3 separate regions of the Mus musculus genome follow, and all the other regions are linked to region 2. The links are chromatin contacts, called in public promoter capture Hi-C maps. All regions are on one chromosome and are shown on one strand. Each heading gives the region's core, a stretch centred on a gene start, on an enhancer-like site or on the middle of the called end of the contact. The rest is flanking DNA. Distances are from core to core; before and after follow the strand shown.

The links. Promoter capture Hi-C pulls out the DNA fragments that hold promoters and counts their contacts. Capture Hi-C pulls out chosen DNA fragments and counts their contacts.
Region 1: a promoter capture Hi-C map of the HPC-7 cell line shows a contact between it and region 2. The contact joins the enhancer-like site here to the promoter of Slc24a1 in region 2. A contact is called at or near these places in 10 of 39 promoter capture datasets (the C10 cell line, the HPC-7 cell line, cranial neural crest and 5 more), 3 of 15 datasets of contacts at CTCF or cohesin (the NIH/3T3 cell line, embryonic stem cells and large pre-B cells), 4 of 484 Hi-C or Micro-C datasets (the N1E-115 cell line, bone marrow-derived macrophages, growing oocytes and 1 more), 7 of 115 datasets of contacts at active chromatin or transcription factors (embryonic stem cells, large pre-B cells, oligodendrocyte precursor cells and 1 more) and 3 of 9 other capture datasets (adipose tissue, embryonic stem cells and liver).
Region 3: a promoter capture Hi-C map of pancreatic islet shows a contact between it and region 2. The contact joins the promoter of Rab11a here to the promoter of Slc24a1 in region 2. A contact is called at or near these places in 16 of 39 promoter capture datasets (the C10 cell line, the HPC-7 cell line, cranial neural crest and 10 more), 2 of 15 datasets of contacts at CTCF or cohesin (large pre-B cells and pro-B cells), 9 of 484 Hi-C or Micro-C datasets (CD8 T cells, the G1E-ER4 cell line, the N1E-115 cell line and 4 more), 29 of 115 datasets of contacts at active chromatin or transcription factors (the 230-238 cell line, the HPC-7 cell line, the SCID.adh cell line and 20 more) and 5 of 9 other capture datasets (adipose tissue, embryonic stem cells, liver and 2 more).

What each region holds. Positions count from the first base shown.
Region 1 is chr9:64,703,234-64,706,708 of GRCm38.p6, reverse strand. Megf11 (multiple EGF-like-domains 11) reads right to left here. Exons shown (of 25, transcript NM_001134399.1): 24 at 776-982; 25 at 1-182. The coding sequence ends at 25. Among named protein-coding and RNA genes, the nearest start is that of Gm36311, 19 kb to the right of the region's middle. Within about 2 kb of position 2,023, at least 145 of the 459 cell types and tissues checked have an H3K27ac peak or open chromatin away from gene starts, as enhancers often do. A contact at or near this core is called in the HPC-7 cell line, adipose tissue, bone marrow-derived macrophages and 1 more, where this site is marked.
Region 2 is chr9:64,950,330-64,954,025 of GRCm38.p6, reverse strand. It overlaps Slc24a1 (solute carrier family 24 (sodium/potassium/calcium exchanger), member 1), which reads left to right and starts at 2,406. Exons shown (of 10, transcript NM_144813.2): 1 at 2,406-2,548.
Region 3 is chr9:64,735,867-64,739,162 of GRCm38.p6, reverse strand. Rab11a (RAB11A, member RAS oncogene family) reads left to right here and starts at 1,407. Exons shown (of 5, transcript NM_017382.5): 1 at 1,407-1,579. The coding sequence starts at 1,540. It overlaps n-TQctg9 (a tRNA gene), which reads right to left and starts at 1,117; the gene lies at 1,046-1,117.

The sequences.
Region 1 (3,475 bases), core at 774-3,273, 250 kb after region 2:
CACTAAGAGAGACGCTTATCCCTCTTACTGCTTTTCCTGGAAGGGCCCATGGGCAGGGCTCTGTCTTACTGGGAGGAGGTCATAGTGACCAGGAATATGGCTGTTCTTAGGTAGGTCGTATGGATTCTGGATATAGCTGGAGTTATGACCTCGGCCTTCTTGGACCACACTGACTGTGGGCTCTAAGGAATATAGTGAAAAATGAGTTCAGAGAATAGATTAGCATTGTTGCCTTGGTGGGAGGGAAGAAAGTTCTATTTAACTTGTTGGGGAGAAAAACTGTGGGTATATGTATACATCTGACAAATCCAGGAGGATTAGGATGGAGGCTTGCTTAAGAGAGGGAAAAACCTAAGACAGTGTACTGCCAGAATCCTAGTTTGCTCAACAACAAGAGATTCAAGACATCCTAGAGGTGTGGGTCTTACTGGGGGAGGTTTAAGAAGTGATTTAGAAACTTGTAAACGGCCATTCTGATTGTTTTCGTTTTCCGCTTTGGATTTGTATTAACAGTAGTCGAAGTGTTGTATACTGGCTCTCCACCCTCACAGTTTCTACTTTTATCAGTTGTGATTTGTAAGCAAGGTGGCACAAGATTCTGGTTTCCTGCATTAGAGGGAAGGGCAACCCTGAGACAAAGTTTCTCCTCAGGTTCCTTCAAATGCAACCAAACAGAAGGATGTGGTATGGAGATAGAGTGTGTGGAGGAGGGCTTGTTTTCACTTGAGATGCTGCACTGTTGCCCTGGTTTTGCTAAGTTATGTGAGACACCTACCAACTTCATATATATTTTTATTAGATGTCGACAAGGATGGCACATCTGTGTACGGAGACCCCAAGTGCACAGGTGACTTCATTTCTACATAACTGCTTTCTGGAAGCTTGCAGGTGAGGATGGGTGGGTCCTTAATTGTGGCGTAAGGGTTTTCACTGCTGTTCAAGGAGCAAGTGCTAGAACTGCACACAGATTCTTTCATGTAATCTGCAAGGCAAGAGAGATTTCTTAGGACAAGCAAGGACATAGGATTCATTTAAATACCAGAAATAGACATCAGTTAACTTTGTGTGCTTTCAGGATCCTGGGGCTGGAGAAGACAGTCATACTAAAAGATTAAATCTTATTAAATATCTTAAGGTATGCTTTTTCAGGCATTCTTTTCTCAAAAAACATGTTTTTGGAGGACAAGAAAATGGCTGGTTATTGTCATTAGATAATAGCTCAGGATATTCACAGTGTATTTTTACATGTATCACTGACTTATACAAATGCTCTCTGGCCTCATAGGGGGTGGAAGCCCAGACAGGTACAGTAACTTGGCTAGGGTGCTAAGCACTGCAGAGCCAAAACTTAAATCTATGCTCTGGGACGTCTTTGCCCCATATTTTCTGTACTATCATTCTTCCAAGTCCTGGCGACTAGAGGCTTTGATTCAGAAGCAGCAGCGTCTATGTCTTTCAGTGTGAATGTCAACAGTTTAGCAGCCTTAAGCAAATAGCAGCATCCCTGCCTTCCAGGAGCTCATGCTTCCAGTGGGCTAACTGAAGTAACAGCTGTAAAAAGTCCCAGTCTCAGGTTGGCCCTTGAAATGTAGTTTTGTCTCAGCTCATCTCACCCAGTCCAGTGAGTGCAGAGTGATGTCAACATGAGATGAAGTGATGGTCCCTTAGTGACTTGGAGTCACAGAGAAGAAGGGAGTCCCTCCTTCAATTGCTACTCTCCTTCCCTTTGAGGGTAATGATTTGTCTACGAATTCTAGGACTTGACTGGAAAAAACAATAAATGAATCTAACAGTTGTGACCCTTAGCTGTGAGGCAAGGTGTCTGGAAATAACCTGAATGGCTGGAGCTTGACAGTCAAGTGTGACCTAAGAGCCCTCTCACCTCTAAATGTCTGTGAAAGTCAGTTGGTGAAATTCTTAGGGAATCTTCTAGACAACCACCACAGTTTACACTTCATGCTATTGTTACTAAGCTCCCAGCCCCACCTTGTGACTTTACTGTGAATGTTAAACAGTGAAAGTCATATGACGCAAGGGGAACTGGCTGTGCAATTGGCTGAAGTAACTGTGATGTGTGCCACCCCGAGTGTCTGTTCTACAGCAGGCCAGATGAAGAGCAGTTCTGAAAAGTAGGGAGCTCCTGTTCGAGCAGGCAACAGCTCCTTGGTTTTGTGTAGAAGTGCATTCAACTGTTTTCTGCGAGTTCAGAAAGCTGTGGCACAGGTAGATCAGTCACTTTCCCCTTTCTCCCTACTCAGTGCTTATGAAGAAATTGAAACTTAGAGTGGGAAAGTAAACTCCTCAGGGTCCCACTGCCTCTCAGTAACAAAGTATCGTCCCAGTTGAGCTAACATGTTGGAAGAGAGGTTGGCTTCAGTCTGGTTGGTATAAGGCTGACCTTTGTAGCACCTGACTCAGGAAAAAGCATTCTTGCTAGATAACAAACATTCTCAGCCAGTTCTAGCTAGGACTGAAAGGTAGGTAAATAGGTTCTACTTCTGCTGGTAGATGCCTGCCTACATAGAAGAAGGTGCCCTGGGTCCTGCATTGTGACTTGCCTCAAACCATCTACCTTAGTTTGCCTCTCAGTTCTTCCTTAGTACAGGGGAGTGATATAAGCCTGAGAGCCTCCCAGTCAGTTCCAGTATGGTTGATCTAAACTCATCAGGCAGTGAGAGAGGCTCAAGGCTTGATTGCATACCTTGTGGAATTGAGGGATAGCTTATTTTGTGTAGCACTGGAATGAGTGACCTTCATTCCAGTTAGGTTATTTGAAGCATAGGTGCTGGGTGTGATTTGGGAGGCATAATTTGGTAGGCAAAGGCTAGCAAATATCTTAGTTTAAGGCCAGCTAGGATCACAGCCAGGCTAGCCAGGACTTTATTTATAGTGAGAGACATTGTCTCAAACCAAACAGAAAGAAACTTAGTACTTTGGGAAGCTGGGGGTGAGGCCCTGGGTAGGACAGGACTGCTATTACTGTCTAGAAATGAGGAAACCAAAGCTATTTGTTAGTCTAATGCTCAGTGCTTAGGACTCAACCACTATCTTATCTGAAAATCAAGATTCCCCCCACCCCCCCTAGGAGATCTAGTTACCTAAGCTCTTTATGGCTGCTTCAGTTTATCCTTCTTAGCAATACCAAGGCCTGCTGAGAGGAAAGGCTATGCTTCCAGCTTAATGACTGACTGACTTAGAGCCTTAGAGCCTCACCCAGCTGTATTTTCACTGGAAAGGGAAACAGTGGGATTCTCCATATATTTGAATAACTTTTAAATGTTAGCCTGTATCCATTTTTGTGTATTCCTTTTCCTGAGCTAAATGGGAGCTGGAGTAGGGAACTGTGCTCAGGGCCAAGGGTCTTCTCAAGGTTTGCAGGCCAAGACAGGATGGAAAACTCCATGGAGAGTGGTGGTTGCTGGATTATCCCATCTTTCCTGAGAACTGGAGGAGATGGGGCAAGGCAAGCTGGGAA
Region 2 (3,696 bases), core at 1,157-3,656:
AGAGGATAAAATGTATCGTAGAGAAGGGGGGATGAACTTCCCTTCCCTCCTGCCCTTTCTTTGCCCACTGAAAGCCCATAAAGTCTTTGAGCATCATTCTTCTCTCTGTGTAGGTCAGGCCTCCAAGCCCCACCTCAGCCTTCCACATCCTATGATAACTTTTTTTTTTTTGAGATAGGTTATCACTATGTGACCCAGGTTGGCCTTTAATTCACTGTGTAACCAAAGCTGACTTCAAACTCCTGATCTGCCTGCCTTCACCTCCCTAGTTCTGGAATCATAGGCATGCACCTGGCTGGATATACTTTTTTCTTTTTTTTTTTTCAGCCTCAAAATCAATATGTTGAGCGGCAGGCATTGCTCTGAGCTCTGGGGATTTAGCAAAAGACAAACCAGTCGAGGTCCTGTCCTCTTAGAGCTCCTGGGTCAGTAAGAGAGTCAGAGGCAGGCATTGATTAGACTCACAAGTACACAATACACAGAGTTGTCATGATGTCTGTGTGGGGAATCTGCTGCCCTCTCTGACATCTGTCTACAGTCCCAGCAGCTGGTAGCGTATGGCCCCTATCAGCAAAGCAACACAACTGCAGTGCCAGGCACCGTTAACACGCCTCACATAGAAATTGCTTAATTCTCAGGACAACCCTGTCAACCCGGTAGTGTCAATATCTCCCTCCTCCTACAGACCAGAGTGCTACTTACTTATATCTCTGCTCAGAGAAGTCAGTCCGGGCTCTCAGGACTACTGCACACGATGCTTGCATTCCTAGGCGAACTGCAAACTCTCCTACATTCCACTGGTGCTTCAATTTCATGAGGAAAGGACAAAGGAACTAGAGTCATTTCTATCAAGTAAAATGTAGGTTAGATACTAGCAAGAGGTGGTTAACATTATTAAGGATACGAGAGAAAGGGATCTTTCTTCTTCTCTGAATGCTCTGCACTACGTAAATAACACTTTAAAACAGAAATAAAGAGAACTCGCATTGTCAGTTGTGTTGTTCCCTTCTCCGTCTCTGGGGGCCAGACAGAATGTTGAAGAAAGGAAAAGAAAATGAACCTGGTTCTGCTGGAGACAGCATAAAAGCAAAACCGGGTGTCACTGCGGGACAGAGGTCTATCTCGCTCTTCCACCAGCTATGGTGCCCCTGCAGGGTTTGGCAGAGGAAGCAAATTACCTGTCCTTTTTCTAGGATACTCGGGATGACATGGGGCAGACTCGAGGCTGGGAGAGATTACCTGCTATGTCAGATTAAAGCAGCAGCCACTCATGTACATGTGGGATACAAGGAAAGGAGGGGCAGGCAGCTTGTAAGCACTAGACAGAGTTAGAGGAGCAGGCACACACCTGTTCTCTCAGTGTCTCAGATTCATCTGACTCTGTCTAGTGCTTGACATAGCTGCAGGGCACAGGACCCAAACTGCCACAGTGATCAGTGATGTATTTATAAAAAGATAAAGAGAGGAGGGAATATATTTAGTGGAGGCGTAGTCAGGTGTGAGGGAAGGGGGTGCCTTGGTAGGGACCAGCCACACGGCATTGGTTTAGTAACAGAATAGAGTTTATTCAGGGCATGGGGAGGGGGATTAAGAAGGTAGTAGAGGTGGAGAAAGGGAGGGGGAAGGGAAAGGGAGAGGGAAAGGAAGAGAGAAGATGAATAGATAAGTAGAGACCAGCCATGAGCACGTGGGGTGGAGAGGGGGGAGAGGGGGACAGAGCGTGAGCAGGGAGGCAAGAGCAAGAGAGAGCAGAGGGGGCAAGCAGCTCCTTTTATAGTGAGTCAGGCATACCTGGCTGTTGCCAGGTAACTGTGGGGCGGAGCTTAGACAAAATGCTAACAAGGCTAGAGCTTCGAGAGGCTCAGGAGCCAGCATCTTCAGTATCTTGTGATGTCCCAGCGTGATTCCCTAAGGGTTTTCTTTTGGCTTAATAAAACACATTCCAAAATGCTTTCACATTTGCTGAATATTTTCCTCCCGGGCCCTCAGTTTCAACTTGATTTTCATACTCACCCTACATCTAGGTGGAACGGGTGTTACTGTCTCCACATTTACACTTATGGTTAGACTCCCACGGTAGCTAGTGGAGCCTGGTGCTGATGTCTTTTGATCGCTTAAGCCCCACGTACTTTCTCTTGGTTTCTCAGAGCTTTCTGCTTCTGTCTATGTCTTTCCTCCCGTCTAAGCATGGAAGCCCTAAATGGCCTACAATTCCTATAGCTTAGTTGCAAATTTGAGAAGTTCCCCCACTGACTCTGGTGGAGGTGGTCTATTCTGTGTCCCTGGTGAAAAGTCTACCCCCTCGGGTTTGTTATGGGGCCCAGAACTTGTACAATGCCCCGTAAGCTTCTTAGAGGAGGCGGGTATTAGGCAGGATTGGATCTGCGTCCCCTGACATGCCCTTCATACCCTTGAATTAGGATTCCTAAGGGAGCCGGCAGGAGGAGAATGGGGTGTTCCTTGTGGTTCCACTTCACACCTACTCTTCGAGACCCCGGATTCTGACAAGTTTCCCGAACTTGGAAGACCCAGATGTCAAGGTCTGAAGGTAAATGATGTGTTTAGGCAGGATGGTTCAGCCAGGCTCAGCTCTCCTCCCCTCTCGCAGGGGAAGGAGAGAGACCCTCTAGAATTCCTGTAGGAGGTGCACGTGGGCTGCATTCCACCAGGGGCAGGGTGCTGGGAGAAGATGGGAGAGGCCAGGGTAACCAAGGGCAAAGGAGGAAGCTCACTTATTCCCACTCCTTTGATGATTCTGCTCTGATATTCTAGGCCGGCACATTGGCGCTCCCAGTTAGTGTGGTTTACAGAAAGCCTGGGAGACTCGCTGGAGGCTCGTGTCTGGATCCCTTGGAGCTGTGTGAAGTTAAAGGAAGCACACCTGTTCTCCTCTCAGGGACTCCGTGCCTCTCCCGGGAGTTACTGGAGAGATCTATGTGTTACTCGGCCCGTTCCTGAGATATGACTATCCTATGAAAAGCCAGGCATCTTTAAATAATTGTTGTATAATATCTTTAGATATGGAGATTTAATGGATATTTGCCAAATCTGGGCCTCAAGGCTCTTTATAAAACAAGGGTTCTTTGAGGGTCTTTCCTCCCGCATCTATAAAACTAAATCCCAGTGACTCTGAGTCTGTCTAATGCTTTTTCATTGACTTTATGTGTGTTTAGTCTTTCAGAATTCTTGTAACTCAATGTCATTACTACTTATATGGGTAATATTCATACAAATAAATCAAATTTAAATGTGCTGGGATATAGTCTAATTGGTACAGTGCTCACCCAGCATACACAAAATTCTGGGTTCAATTCCCAGACATTGCACAAAGTCGACATGGTGGCACGAGCTTATCCCAACACTTGGGAGATGAAGGCAGGAGGATGAAAGGTTCTAGGTCATCCTTGCCTGCACACTGTGTTCAAAGCCAGCCTGTGCTACCTGAAACCCTGCCTCGAAATTTACATTTAGATTATTACAGCATACACATGGTAAAACAATCTAGTCAAATGTACAGTGAAAATGAAGCCTCCCTGACCAGTGCTCCTCAGTTTCCCTGCCCCAGACATCCTTCCAGAGTTTGGTTTTGCATAACCAACAACACCCATGCCATGGTGGAGGCAGTAAGGTTAGCCTGCTCGGACGACACAGCTGGTAGGCAGTAGAGCTGAGAGTCCTGGCCTTTGGCTCCATTTC
Region 3 (3,296 bases), core at 158-2,657, 210 kb after region 2:
ACTCTAGTCCTCTCTGAGGCACTCCCAGACATGTTCTTGGCCACACCTTTCTTTCTGAGACCCTCACTTCCTCTTAAGTATATAGCTTAGAATCTATATTAAAAATCTCTTCTAATAAAGTCTGATTGTCTCACATATTGGTTCATCCTGAAATGTTTTGCTGCAGCAAAGTCAAGAATCAGTTTTTCTCCGAATCCAGGTCCCTAATAGATAAGGGAACTCCTCAGACTTGCTGGTGGCTGTCTGGAAGAACATCTCGTCCCTGCTGACAATCCTCCTTCCAACTTTGGAAAGACCTTAAGGACAACCCTGAGCTTATTCAGATAATAAAAAAATAACATCTCTGCTTAAGGTCAGTTGATTAGCAATTTGAATTCCATCTGTAGGCTGAATGACAAACATCTGTTTCCCAGGAATTATTAGATGACTATGCCTCTGTGTGGACGGAGGTGGAGGTGGGAAGGGGCAGAGGAGGACAGCAGGGCCAGCCTGAGCTATATTCTGGGGTACAGAGGGGGAGTGAAACCACCTCAAACAACAAGAACAAAATTATTAGGAGATGCTGTGGCAAATTTCTTGAGTCTTAACACTGATATTTGCTAACATGGGAATTGCCATTCTTCTTGTGTTAAAATTTATTTAATCGGGCTTAGCTCGAAGGCCAGAAAATAGGACTCAAGATCTTGAATCTTTATGAGAAAGGGTGGGCGAAGTTCTCTTAATGACATCTGGAGATAGTGCAATAGATTTGTGGAGAGATTGAGTGGGTGAGGAGTGCCTATCCTTAACTGAAGCTGAGGGTATAAAATTCCAGCAAAAGGAATCAAGTAACAAACTTTCTCCAAGGCTAAGAAAAACCAAAGAGTTCAATAGGTCTCCATGAAGATCAGATACTACTGAATTGACAAGATTGATTAGTGTAGTCTTCATAGGTAAAGGCTACCTGTGGTTCAATCCAAGAGCAGATATAACAAGGTTATTCTATTATTCAATATGAGCTAAAGAATACAATCAATATGAGTTAAAAGTATGAAGAAAAGGGAGCAGGTTCCACCGAGATTTGAACTCGGATCGCTGGATTCAGAGTCCAGAGTGCTAACCATTACACCATGGAACCAGCACGGAGGCAGCAGTGCCTTCGGGTCTCTAATGCTGACAAAACTCCGCCCCCAACCGGAAGCCAGATACTAAAAGATTTACACTTCGCTTCTCTGAATGATTGGGGAGAAGAACAAGCCAAAGGCTCCAAGGACCATTTTAGGATTGTTTTTCCTGTATGCCTTCCCAAAGCCGGGTGAGAATGTGGTGTCCACTCCTGCGCATTCCACCCTGCCTAGCTTATGGGCGGGGTGCCATCTCTCCGGAAGTACTTTCTGCGAGGGGCTGGGGCCTTCCGGAAGTGACGCATACAGGGCGGGGCTCGTCACCGGGTCCGGCAGCTGAAGCTCCTCGCTCGCTCGGGTTACCCCTGCAGCGACGCCCCCTGGTCCCGCCGCCGTTGCCACCGCCGCTCCCGCCCCTCAGCTCCTCGGCCGCGCCATGGGCACCCGCGACGACGAGTACGACTACCTCTTTAAAGGTGAGGCCGTGGGCCAGCGAGAGCCCATTTGGGGCCCGAGACACTCCCGGGGGACCCGCGCAGGGCCAGCCCTGCCCTGGTCGGAGTCCGCCTCGGCGCTTCCTTCCTGCCGCCCCGTCGGGGGTCCCGCCGCTCGTCCGGGTTCCCGCGCCCTTGGGAGGCCTGACGAGCCGCGGCGCCCCTCTCTGTATGTCCTCCCCGATGGCTGCGTCCCTCACGGCCGTGCAGTTCCTTCCCTGGGCGTCTCGAGCCCCTCCTCTTGGATGCTGCTGCTCGTCTCACGTCCCCCCTCTGACAGGCCCCTGCCTGGGCTGAGCACCCATATCGGGACACCCACTGGCTCGGGGGGCGGGGGTGTTGCTTTTTCTCTTTTCTGTTCGTTTCCCTTTTCTTCCCTTCCCTCCTCGTGAGCCTTTTCCTGGGCTTCGGCCAGATTCGCCCGTCCCCGGGCCCCCACCCCCATCCCCGCAGACCTCGAGGTCAGTACCCGCGGACTGTCCCCTCCCTCCCCACAGACGGGCAACTAATGTTTAGCACTCCGGAGCGACCTGGCTGGTGGGAGGGAGAGAAGGGGAGGGCAAGAGGGGCTGTCCATCACTCCTGGCGTTCATGCACTTGTCGCAGTGTCCAGGCAAGCAGATGACTTCCCACCTCGCGTTTTTCTTTTTTTTTTTTTTTCCCCCCCTTTTCATCTCTGTCCCTGCCTAGCTACAACCAGACCGGGATAACTCCTTTTACTTGGCTTTCGAGAAGGGGCTGCGGATGGGTGGTGGCTGTTATCCCTGCCAGACCTGAAGGCCCAGTTCCCGAACAGGAAAGGTTGTGCGCTGCACAAATACTAGCGAGCTTATCACTGTGGACTGGTTGCTTCCTGCTGCAATACTGGGAGGATCCGACAGGAAGGGAAGAACCCTGGTTGGTCACATACCTTTCCCAAACAGTGAGAGAGGGTTATAGTGCTAGCGTGCCCTTTTAGTGAAATCAAGAATTTATTACAGGATGGGGGGAAATGTGGAGCCGGTGGACAGAACAGGGAAGAATGTAAATAGAGACTTGCTTATGGGTTGAGTCCGCGAAGAAGCTGAAGTGAAAGGATACAGTTCTCAGTGACGAGAGAGTACAGTGAACGCTTTTTTTGTTCATGAATGCGCTCTCACTTTCGTAGCCTTGCTCTGCTCCTGAATTAGAAGGGCAGCCATCAGTAATTTGTTGAACAAAGATCATTGCCAGTGAGGAAGAAGCCCTTGCTTTTAAAGCTTTTCTGGGGAGGGTGGAGTTTCAAGAGTGTTAAGCATGGTGAGTGTTCCTGGCTTTGCCATTGGGTGCTAAGAGTGATTGGACTAAGTGAAGAAGCAGGAAACATTTCCAAATTCTTTACAAGTCTTGACATATTAGCTGCTAGTACACCCTTATCAAAAGTTACTCCGAATATTCTATTTATAGAGTAAGTACCTTCAGTGTTACCCTTACTACCATATTGGAAAGTAATGTATAGATAAGAAGGCACCAAACCTTAAAAATACTACTAGGAAAGCAGGCCTTGGCGGTATAGGCTTTTAAAATCCCGGCATTTGGGAGGAAGAGGCAGGCAGTTCCAGTCCAGCCTGGTCTACAGAGTGAGTTCCAGGATAACCAGGTTACATAGTGAGTCCCTGTCTCAAAAAATAAAATAAAATAAGATAAAATTAAAAAAAAATAAAAACAAATAGGAGACCTA